Linked DNA regions of Mus musculus: region 2 is linked to region 1. Evidence: chromatin contacts called from public Hi-C data. All regions are on one chromosome and are shown on one strand. The core of a region is the stretch at or near the end of the contact, and the rest is flanking DNA. Distances in the headings are between cores, read along the strand shown.

Region 1 (5,851 bases), core at 1,683-4,182:
ACCTCCACTTTGGTTTCATACTCATTCATAGCCACGTCTTTAAATTTAATTGTTTTTGGTTTTTTTTGGTTTTGGTTTTGAGACAGGGTCTCTCTGTGTAGCCCTGGCTGTCCTGGAACTCACTCTGTAGACCAGGCTGGCCTCAAACTCAGAAATCTGCCTGCCTCTGCCTCCCAAGTGCTGGGGTTAAAGGTGTGCGCCACCACCGCCCGGCTTTAAACTTAACTTTTAATGTATGTTTTGCCTTAACGTGTCAGACACCTTATGTGTGATGCCCATGGAGGCCAGAAGAGGGCACCACTTCCCTGTGACTGGACTTACAGCCTTGTGAGGTGTCCCGTGGGAGCTAAGAACTAAAACTGGTAAGCAGTAAACCATACTTTGCAGGAGCCACAGTGCCTTCTAAACCTCAGTGGTCATCTCTCCAGCCCCTGGGGTTGGTTTTGTTTTTGACACAGTATGCAGTCTGACTAGCCTTTGACTTCTTGACAATGCTGCTGCACTGATCTCTGGGAGCTGGAAATAGACACAAGCTACCACACACAAAAGCTGGAGGCAGTCTTGACTAAGGGTCATAGAAACATCTACTGACAGTCCGCTTGTCATTCTGCTCATTTCCCCTTTATGAGCAAAAATACTGGAAATAAAGCAGTGAGTGAGTCCCAGGCACCTTGGCAGAGTGTGTGGATACTCACCTTTCCTTGGGATCTTTAATGTAAGTGTCAATAAGGAGACTGTACATTTCAGAGTGTATGTTTTCCATGGCAATTTGGAAGCCATAGAAACAGCGGGCCTCTGTAACTTGAACTTCTTGGCTAAATCGCTCCACCTAGTGGTAGTAAAATGAGCCAAAGTTAAATTTGAAGAACTACTGGTTGCTTCACTTTCTCCACACTACCAGTAGAGTGGCCCGGCCTGCTGGGATTGTTCCTAGGCCTGCAGCAACAGTGAAGGGGGAATCTGAGTAAGAGGCCATTTTGGTGTACTTACTGAATTCTATTCTAGGCCAGCCAGGATTACTGTGAGACCTTGCTTCAAAAATGTAAGTAAAACAAAACAAAAAACCCAGGTATATATTTAATACAGTTTAATCCTATATTTTTATTAGTTCTTCATGATTTGCAAGCAAGCTCATTATTTCACGTCATACGCTCAATTTACCAATTAGGAAACACATAACTCCTAGTTTGCCATTTATTTTAACAAAACTATCATGTGCTCCTAACCTCTGTGGCACACACCAGGCCCCACAGGGTTTCTTTTAACACTGTTATTCCCTAATTCTGTTTCAGTTCATTCCAAGGACCCACTTAGAGTTAAGAAGTATACAACCAAAGTCTTATAGAAATCCACAAAAAGTTAAGCATGTAGGTACAAAGAGAAAAACTCACTACTGCTCCTTAGCAGAGGGAAAGACTAACATGATGAACGTTAACATAACATTCATAGCTCTTAAAAAGTTTGTTTTGCTTGTGCTTGCCTGGGAATGGGTCCGTGCATGTATAGGCAAGTGCCCAAGGTCAGAGTTGCCTTGGTGAGAGGAGCTCACCAGCAGATGGGAAGCAGTCCAACAGGGGTAACTCATAACAGAACCTGGGTCTTCCGCCCAAGCAGGAAGTGTGTTAACCAGAGCGGAGACTGGAGTCAGTCATCTATCCCTCCAGCCCCGCTTCAGGGCAAAAGATAGAGAGCCAGGAACCAGTTCTGGATCTAAGTGAATTATGGGTATTTCATGCCAACTCACCAAGTTCTCATTGACTATGCCATCACTCGCTGCAAAGAAAGCCAGAACGTGAGATATAAAATGTCTCTCATCGGGTTTCAGAGCTTCCCAGTGCTGAATATCCTTGGAAAGGTCCACCTGAAGTTTAGAAGTTCACGATTAGCAGGTCTGTAGGTCTCTCTCTCTTTCTCTCTCTCATACACACACACTTTAAAACTGAAGTCCCCCAAACCATCTCATTACCGAATTCTTCACATCCATTATTCCCTTTGTTTCAGGGAACACCCAATATCTCAGTGAGCTACCATTCCCAAGGGCAAAAAGTTGTGACGGCCATGCGGGAGCCTTCTGACACACAGCAAGTCCTGAACGATTACCTCCTCGGCAGTCCAAAAGGAGGCCTCGGCTTTCTTGTACATCTGCCAGATATCATGGTACTCGATGGGAAAGACAACGAAGCGGCGGGGGTTTTCTCTCAGTAACGGCTCATCCTCAACGCTGGGGTTAGTAGGCGCTTTACTTTCCTGTTGGATGAGAGAGAGTGCCAAGTGAACCAACCCCCAAATGCCAACCGAACCGCAGGAAACTGCTAGCCAGTGTCTCATCAGATCGAGTACTTTCAACGATTGGTAATCTCGTGTGCTTAGCTGTCACGCTGCACTCTACTATTACCATAGGCCGACCCGAGTAGGACATTCTGAGGAGACACTTTGGCGGGAAAGAAGAGTCAAATAATTCAGCTGGGACAATGCAGATTTAGCGCCAACGAGCGGGCGCCCTCTACTGGGAGCCTAAGCGACCCACCTCAGCCCCACACGGGCCACTCACCAGCTCGGCGGAGTCCTGGAAGATTCTCCTCGCAGCTTTGCTGGCCAGGACGCGGGTGCTGCTGAGAGTCGGGGGCTGTAGGGGGACACGCGTGGTGAATGGCGGTAGGCACCCTCCACCCTCCCGGGTCCGGGAACCCACGACCTGCCAGTGCACATCCAACCCAGCCGGCACCTGGGCCGCCCTCACCGTGTTCTCCTTGTCAGCCAGGGTGAGTCGCTTCAGCGGCGACAACTGCAGCTGCTGCTGGTCAGCGATGGTGGCGAGCGGGGTGCGGACGGAGAGCATGGCGAACGAGGGCAGCGGCGGAGACGGCGAGGAGCAGGCGAAAACAGCTGGAATCCGGTGCACCGCCGACTGCCAGCGCCCGCGCCCTTTAAAGAGCCACCCAACCGCGCGCTCCGAGGGGGCGTGGCCTCGCCTCCCATTGGACGCCGCTGACCCCGCTCGCCGCCCAGCGCGGGAGATTTGAGTTGCGCCGCAGGCCTTCCGCACAAAGACCTTTAAGGAGCCTGCGCCGGCCGGGTGCGCGGGCGCTCGCGGGGCCGGAACCGGTTAGGATTGCGAGAGCCTTGGGGATTGAGCGCGCAGGGGGTCGCCGGGCGGGCGTTGCCGCTGAGGTTGGTGCCAAGGGTGGAGTGACGCTGCTGGCCTCTGGGACACGTCGCCTTGACTGTCTTCATGTCCCAAGTAGAGGGGTGCGGGGGACCCTGGTTTCTTAAAGAGATTCGGGGTCCCGAGCAATCGCACCGGCCTTGTGGGATTAAGGGGGTCCTCAAACTAGGGTTCCCTAAAAAGCTGTCTTCAAACTCATGAAGGGGTACGGATGCAGCCTTGGGTTCCTTTTCTACCCTGCCCCTCCTGTCAGACCCCTGTCCCCTCTGTCCCAATTAGTTTAAAAGCTGCCAGACGATTACAAATTCCAGGAAGCTCACAGGATGGTGACGAGTCATACATTCATTTTACGACTCTGGGCGTCCAGTAGTCTAAAGACGAATCTGCAAATTCCTGTGGTGAGGGTGGAGACAAGAACTCAAGTTTCCATCTTTCTGATTTGCCCTACGGGGTCCAAGATACCAGAGATAAAGCGCTGAGATGGGACACTGAGATCCCGGGGAAAAACGTGGAACCTGGGAAGGCTCCACTGACTCTCCCAGGTCAAATATTTTAAAAGAGGACGAGGGGAGGCTCCCCTCTGCTTGTGTCCTAAGTTCTCTCACTGTAGATGCTGTAAAAAATCTCTGAACACCATGTGGCAGCTCAAAGTTAAAGCAGGCGGCATCCACCGCTGCACAATTTATTGATGCTGGGGACAAAACCCAGGACTTCTTCCATGCTAAGCTAACTGGGCCATATCGATAAATATTTTAAATCACCTCTAGCAAAATTGTCAGTTCTTTTTTTTAACATATAATTTCTAATTCACATTCCATTCCTCCGTTATCCGAGGGGTTTGCCTTTGGCTCCTCTAGCTCCTGGTGTACTCAGTACAAATGAGGTCTGGCTACTAAAATAACACTCGACCACTGAGGGAAGGAGAAGGTCGCCGCCATTCTCTTCTCCCTGCTCACAACCTCCTCCAAACGCCTCTTCCTCCCGCCAAGCAGGCTGAGCTTAGTGGGCAGCCCCGCCTAGGTTCCCCTGTACCGGGACCTGTCAGGAGCTGAGCGCTTTTGCTTCTGGCGCGGTTTTTAACCTCTGCTCTGTGATTGGTTGGTTCAACTTCAAGATTCCCAGCCCCACCGGCCCGCGCGCGCTGCGGTCACTCAAGGGCAAGTCCGCTTTCAGGTGACCTTAGATGTGGAAACCGAGTCCCCGCAGGCATCCAGCGTTTCCCCGCCAAATCCTCTCAGCTGTCAGCACTCACAGTCCCTGTACAGCTTGATCATCATATACATGTTTAATCCAGATGGAAAGGGAAAACGGGTATTTTTAGGCCTGTTTTATAGGTAACTGAAGTAAAGGCCTGAGGGACCTGGAAACTACCCAAGGTCCCACAACTTTAGACCCTTGCTAACTCCTTTTCTTTCTTCTTTTTAAATTAATTTTGTGTGAGACGAGGGTGTAGTGCGAAGGTCAGAGGCCCACTTATGGAAGTTGGTTCTCTTGTATTCTGTGGGGTCACAGGGGTGGAATTTATGAGGTTAGGGTTGGCTGCTGAGACATCTTGTCAGACACTCGCACCTTTTTATTAGTAATGTTCCCAACATACGGAAAAACCGAGCAGGGCATGATGGCCCTGGTCTTTAATCTTAGCATCTGTGAGGCAGAAGCTGGCAGATCTTTTGAGTTTGAGGCCACCCTGGTCTATATAAATGAGTTCCAGGACAGCCAGGACTACATATATCCCAAAAAATATAAAAAAGAAAGCAAGGAAAAGAGAACTCCCCAGGGTTCGCCCACCAGTGTCCATTTGCTGTCTCCAACTTGCAGTTGCTTCACTCCCTTCTACACATGTGCGAAATTCATTGCTTTCTTCCCAGTACTTGAAAGTGACCTGTGCCCGAGGTGGTGGCACTTGCTCTTAATCCCAGCAATTAGGAATGTTCCCAGCGTACAGAAAGAGTAAACAGCAGGCGCCACGCCTCTCGACTCAGCACTAGCAGGCAGAAGCAAGTCATGATTTGGAGGCCAGCCTGGTCTACATAGTGAGCTCCAGGTCATCTGAGGCTGTATAATGAGACTTGGCCTCCAAATAAATCAATAAATAAGAAAGAATTTAGGAAGCAGAATAGTTGGCTTGGGTAGTTGAGAAAAACTTGCTCCCTCAAAGGTTCCTATCACCCACTTGATGGCTCACAACCATCCAAAATTGTAGTTCCAGGAGACCCAACATCATTTTCCTAGGGCACCACCACACATTATTAAGATAACGATCCATGGCCAGAGTGACTAACAGTCCAAGGCTGAACACGTGGGGCGGACGTGCTTGCAGGGGTGCTCTCTGTGCAAGCCTCTGTGGTTCTGGCGGCACTCGCTGTACCAGCCCCAGCCCTTCCTTCTTAACCTCCTGGCTTTATTGACTGGTTAGGGCTGACACAAGCAGCCCCAGTTTGATCTTGGCAACTTGCATTCCTTTCACAACTGAATAGTATTATATGATACTGAGAAACGTTAGTTAGGTATAAATACGGCGCTGGGATGTTAGAGAACAGCTTTAGTTTTAGGGTCAGCTGTTCAAACGCTGAGTAGTGAGAAGGTATCATCTACAATTTGCTTTTTTTTTTTTTTCTTAAAAAAAAACAAAACAAAACAGCATCTTACTATGTTGCCCTGGCTAGCCTAGAATTCATTGTATAG
Region 2 (5,851 bases), core at 2,026-4,525, 42 kb before region 1:
TCTGTTTTAATAGAACATAGACCATTCCTAGTAGCACAGAAATTTCCTCCAGGAAATAACCTAGAGAAAAAAAAAAAAGCCAAGAAATTCTCCTTGCTGTGTTCTTTTCTACTCTTGTCACTTCCCTTTGCAGAGTTAATGAGAATGACGAAACCCCTGCAGCTATGTACTAGAATCAAGATCGAGAGACACCTGGACGCAGGGATGACATCATACTGTAGAGCAGGGTTCTCCTCCCAGCATGAGGGCACTCACCTGTAATCTTAGCTATCTTAGCTGAGGCTGAAGCAAGATCAAGAGTTCTGAGCCAATTTCTGAGTTCAAGGCCAACCTGTGTGGGAAGCCACATGTGCCGTTGCAGAGTGGCACTGACTACTGCTGGCCACCACGCATAAGTTTGGACAAACAACCAATGTGTACATATGCAGTAAAGTTTTTTGCAAAGACACTGCCTGGCCCGGGCATGATAATGAGGTTCTGTAAGGTACTGAGAGTATAACCAATCAGATGTGAGACATGCAAATGAGGCGTAGTGCATAACCAATCCAGGTGTAAGACACGCCTCTCCTAGGCCTATAAAAGCAGCACCAGTTCTGGGCTCGGGGTCTTTTCGCCTCTACAATCAAGCTCTCCCAATAAACGTGTGCAGAAGGATCCTGTTGCAGCGTCGTTCTTCCTGGCCAGTCGAGCGCGCACAAGAAACCTGGTCTACAAAATGAGTTCCAGGACAGCTAGGCCAGCCTGTGCTACCCAAAAGATTCAATCACAAAGAGAACAAGCCACAGCTGGAAGGATGTCCCAATGGTTAAAAGAATGCACTGCCCTTCCTTAAAGAGGACCGGAGTTCAGATCCCAGCACCCATACAGAGTGGCTTACACCAGCTCCAAAGGATCTGACGCCTCTGGCTTCCTCTGGCATTCGCACAGATCAGACTTATGGTTAAAAACAATAAAAAATAAATCTCAAAGGAAGTTCAGCTGGGCCTTCAATCCCATAACCCTGGGAGGCAGAGGCAGGTGGATCTCTGTGAATTCGAGGCCAGGCTGGGCTACAGAGTGAGCACCATGACAGCCAGGGCTGTACAGAGAAACCTTGTCTCGAAAAACCAAACAAACAAACAAAACCCTTCAAAAAAAATTAATTCCCCATATTTAGCTCCATTACAGTGATGTAGCCATGCAACGCAGGACAGTTTCCATGTGTCTCCCTTTGCCTACACAGCCCTTACAGTGACCCCTTACACACATGCACACACCCTCAGGCCTGAGCTGCAGATGAGAGCTGAGATGCAGAGTGGAGATGCAGCTGTTTATGGTCCCTGAGCTAGCAGGTGTCACTGATGAGACAAGACCCAGGTACACACATGCCACTCCTCTAGATCTCAGCTAGCTGGGAGGAGAGGAAAGGCCGATACAGAAGGGTTTGAGGGGCTCGCAAGCCTCCTCCACATGCCAGGGCCCCTCAAGTTCCCTGGGCTCAGGGACCCCTCCTCTTTTCTCCAATAAGAACTCCTGTGCAGTTAAGCACCAGAGAACTCAGTGAACGAACTGGCAAAGAAGAGCTGGAGAGAGTAGAGAACAGGCCGGCAGGTGAGGTGCACTGAGAATAAATCTAGACCCGGCTTGATAGGTGGTTATGTGTTGCTGGGTTGTTTACCCAGCTGCTTCAAACCTCTGTTTGCTAGCATGTAAAAGAGCACCCCCCTCTCTCTGTCCTAGTTTGCTTCCTGATGCTGTGATAAACACAAGAGCAAAACCAGCTTTGGGGAGGGAAGGGTTTGGCTCACTGGTTACAATATGCCCCAGGACTTATCGATCAGGGCCACAATTCAGGTTCAGGAGCTGAACTATGACATCGAGTGAATATCCTACAGGGTTTTAATGCCTAAAATCCACAAACATCTGTACCAAGTTATTCCACCAATCTAGATTTAGGTATAGGGGATTCTTAAAAATAAAAAAAAAATTAATTATTTATTTTATGTAAATGAGTACACTGTAATTGTCTTCAGACACACCAGAAGAGGGCATTAGATCCCATTACAGATGGTTCTGAGCCACCATGTGGTTGCTGGGAATTGAACTCAGGACCTCTGGAAGAGCAGTCAGTACTCTTAACCACTGAGCCATCTCTCCAGTACCAGGCAATTTTTTAAAGGAACTTGTCTTTGTTGTATACTTATCCTGCTCCTATTAGTTGAGGTATTCAGTCCATCATTGAAAGAAACAAGCAGGAACTAAAATAGAGTTCCCAAGTTTGCCTTCTCACACAAGCCAGGACCGCCTGCCCGGCGGCGTGGGGTGGGGGGTTGGGGGGGGTGGCAATGGCCACAGTGGGCGGAGCCTCTCACATCAATTATTAATCAAGAAAATGCCTCACACACTTGCTCATGGGCCAGGCTCGTGGACCCAATCCTTCAGTTGACATTCCCTCTCCTAGATGACTCTAGTTTGTGTCCAGTTGATACAAACTAACCAGAACAACACCCTAGAGCAGTGATTCTCAACCTGTGAGTCTGACCCCTTTGAGGTCGCATATCAAACTTTCACATTATACAACAGTACAAAATGGCAGTTATGATGTAGCAATGAAACAGTATTATGGTTGGGGTTCACCACAACCTGAGGAACTGTACTAAAAGGTCTCGGCACTAAGAAAATTGAGAACCCAGCCCTACAAGGTTACCAAGTCACGTGACAAGAGTGAGGGAAGGCCCTCCTCCAGCGCCAAATCTGCCTGGATGCTGCCATGCTGCCTGCCTGATGATACCTGAACCTCTGAACCTGTAAGCCAGCCCCAATGAAATGCCGTGCTTTAAAAGAGTTGCTTTAATCATGGTGTCTTTTTACAGCAATGGAAACCCTAAGACATCTGTCTTCTAGGCAGCTAGAAGGGTCTCAAAGCCCAGCCCTACAGTGACACACTTCCTCCAGCAAGGCCACACCTCCTAATAGTGCCACTCCCTGGGCCAAGTATGTTCAAACTGCCACACCTGGCATGCACAAAGCCCCGGATTTGATCCACCAGCACTGCACGGCGACACATGCCTATAATCTCAGCACTCGGGAGGCGGAGGCAGGAGGATCAGAAGTTCAAGTTCATTCCTTTTTAAAAAGCAAGTTCACCACCATCATCTTGGGATAGATGAGCCCCTGTCTCTAAAACATAAAAACAAAACTACAGATGCACAAATTCTTCACTGTGTGTTACAAATGCTACAGAAAGACCACATCACCATGCCTGCTGCTGTGTAAGTCCTAAGGGATGTTGTGTTCATTTGGGCAAGCTTCTGGGGCCCATACTGCACTGTCCAGTTAGGCCTAGAGGTGGGATTCGGGGAGAACAGAGCAAAGATGAATTCTCATGGAAGACTGAAGTGCTGAGTGGTAACATTTGCCAGGCAGGAAGAGAGGAGCCAACACGGGGCTGATAAAAGCTGCTGGCTGGACAGAGCATTCACTCAGCTGGACACCAAGCAACCAAGAGCTAGACTATCACTATAGAAATGTGAGGCCCAGGTAGCCTCAGTGTTTGGTGCAACTGCAGGAGGCTCTGGGGGTAAGGCCAATAAGCCAGCAGGAGGCAGGCTGATGGTTCTGATCTCTGACCATGCTCTGCTCAGAAGTGGAGAAGGTTGTTTCCTGTTAGCCTTGGGAAGGGACTGGGCTCCAGGGAGCCAAGCTGGAGGCCCCAGGTCCACACTACACCAGATGCTGGGAAGTCTAGGGGAACTACTGTAGGCACATCTGCAGTTGGAGATTTGGTTGTCAGTCTTTTTTTTTTTTTTTAAAGATTTATTTATTGGTTATATGTAAGTACACTGTAGCTGTCTTCAGACACTCCAGAAAAGGGAGTCAGATCTCATTACGGATGGTTGTGAGCCACCATATGGTTGCTGGGATTTGAACTCCGGACCTTCGGAAGAGCAGTCGGGTGCTCTTACCCACTGAGCCATCTCACCAGCCCTGGTTGTCAGTCTTAAGAGCTGTTTTGTTTGATTGGTTTTTTTCCCTTCCTTTTAAATGAGAACCTGAAAGAGTCTGTCCACTTATGGTTGGAAATCATCAGATCTGGAAAATTAGAGGTTAACCCTGGATTTCAGTGATGTTCGAATCGCTGGAGCAAAGTGGAGAAACGCCGGAGGCATGTCAGCTAATTTAGACACCAGATGCAGAAGAGAAGTTTTGTTAGAGAGTACAGAGCCTGTCCCTTCCCTCACTGGTCACTGGAACTCCTTTCTCTCTTGAGACTGAGAGTCTAGGACAAGGCTTGATCTGGTATGACCATTGTACCCTCAGGTCTTGTCTGACATTGCTGAAGTTTAAGTCAATAAAATATAGTATGTGAATATCATAAGACACACATACACACAGACACACACACACACAGACACACACAAGCTAGTCATTTGCAACGGTAAAGAAAGTAATTTCCTAAAATATTTAATTTTAGCATTGTAAGTTCATACTATACTTAATTCACTGTTTTATGGTAGTTTTTATTTATTACTCATTTTTTTGTCTTATTTTGGTTTTGTAGTATTTTGAGACACGTTTTTTTCTGCGTAGCAGCCCTAGCTATCCTGGAACTCACTCTATAGACCAGGCTAGCCTCAAACTCACAGAGATCCACCTGCCTCTGCCTTCTGAGTACTGGGATTAAAGGTGTAGCCACCACCCCCTCCCCAATGGCTAATTTACAGTGTCTTAAGTCATCATGTAGTCCCTTGAGGGTGTGGTGCAAAGCAATTCTGATGGACAGAAGGGTAGTAATCATGAACCCTTGTGACACTTCAGTTGATGGTGACACTTCAGTGACACTAGCTTGTGACACTTTTGTTGAGATTCCAGTGGCTTTGAGGGAGACAAAACTGGCTATGGGAAATGTATTTAGAAGCAAAATGTGGATTTTGATTTCACAGTGCCTTGCCAGTTCACCAATGAGCAAGAAAAGGAAAAATCAACCAAAGCAAAGCATGGGGGAGAGTAGCAGGCTGCCCTGCACCTTTGGCCCAGCGAGCCTCCCCTGAGAGACACGCTCGGAGGAAACCTCCCCTGTGTTGGGTATGGGAGACTTGGCGCAGTATATCAGGCAGAGGAGCTCCCTGGGTGATCTGGTCGCCTCCTGATGAGAGAGACCCTGCAGGGCATGGAGAAAACCAGTTGATTGTGAAATGACAAAGAAGCCATCACCTATCAATGTACGCGGGAAACAGTTTCTGTCTCTTTGTGGGGTGGGGAGAATGGGCTAATGTATGTTATCTTTGTCAAAAGCTCAGGGCCAGCTATAGGAATGCCACTGTCACCTCCACCCCTCAAAGATGTCACATGAGACAGCAATCCCAGCATCTGGCTTGTGCAACTTTCTCCTCTGACATCCTCACCAGTTGCCAGGATTCCAAGCCCCATCAGGGAGATGCTATCTTGCTTAGGGAGCTTGTGACACTAGACCTGTCCCCCCAGTTCCACCCATGGGAGTCTGCATAATTTAGCAAACTCCAGAAAGGCCTTCTGCTGCCATGTCAATTTCCTTCTGTTTCTCATCGGGGGCAGGAATTCTATCATTAAAAGGAAAAGTCACTCCTGTGGGGCACACATGCTCTTCTGAAGAGCTCAGGGTGTTGTGGGAGGACAATCAGATCATCGGTCTGAGAGTACACTTCCAGCAGCTGAAGAGATTTGTTGATGGGTAAGTGCTTAGCTTGCAAGCAGAGAGTGTGAGCTGGAATCCCCAGAAAATACCCAAAGCTGGACAGGCAATACACGTCTAAGATCCCAGAGCTCCTATGGCCAGATGGGAAATAGAGACTAGAGAATGCCTGGAAACCCATGGGCAGCTAGCCCACGTGTA

Evidence for each region. Hi-C and Micro-C count contacts between places; a contact is called where the count stands out from the background.
Region 2: a Hi-C map of 8-cell embryo shows a contact between it and region 1, with 2.1 times the contacts expected there. The contact joins the enhancer-like site here to the promoter of Rrm2 in region 1. A contact is called at or near these places in 5 of 39 promoter capture datasets (the 3T3-L1 cell line, embryonic stem cells, macrophages and 1 more), 1 of 15 datasets of contacts at CTCF or cohesin (the G1E-ER4 cell line), 24 of 484 Hi-C or Micro-C datasets (8-cell embryo, the AML12 cell line, the C10 cell line and 12 more), 3 of 115 datasets of contacts at active chromatin or transcription factors (the SCID.adh cell line, embryonic stem cells and memory CD8 T cells) and 2 of 9 other capture datasets (adipose tissue and pancreatic islet).

The regions. Positions count from the first base shown.
Region 1 is chr12:24,705,335-24,711,185 of GRCm38.p6, reverse strand. Rrm2 (ribonucleotide reductase M2) reads right to left here and starts at 2,932. Exons shown (of 10, transcript NM_009104.2): 1 at 2,741-2,932; 2 at 2,552-2,626; 3 at 2,101-2,247; 4 at 1,745-1,861; 5 at 696-829. The coding sequence starts at 2,839.
Region 2 is chr12:24,747,830-24,753,680 of GRCm38.p6, reverse strand. No RefSeq gene overlaps it. Among named protein-coding and RNA genes, the nearest start is that of Gm26211, 28 kb to the left of the region's middle. Within about 2 kb of position 3,275, at least 5 of the 459 cell types and tissues checked have an H3K27ac peak or open chromatin away from gene starts, as enhancers often do. A contact at or near this core is called in 8-cell embryo and morula, where this site is marked.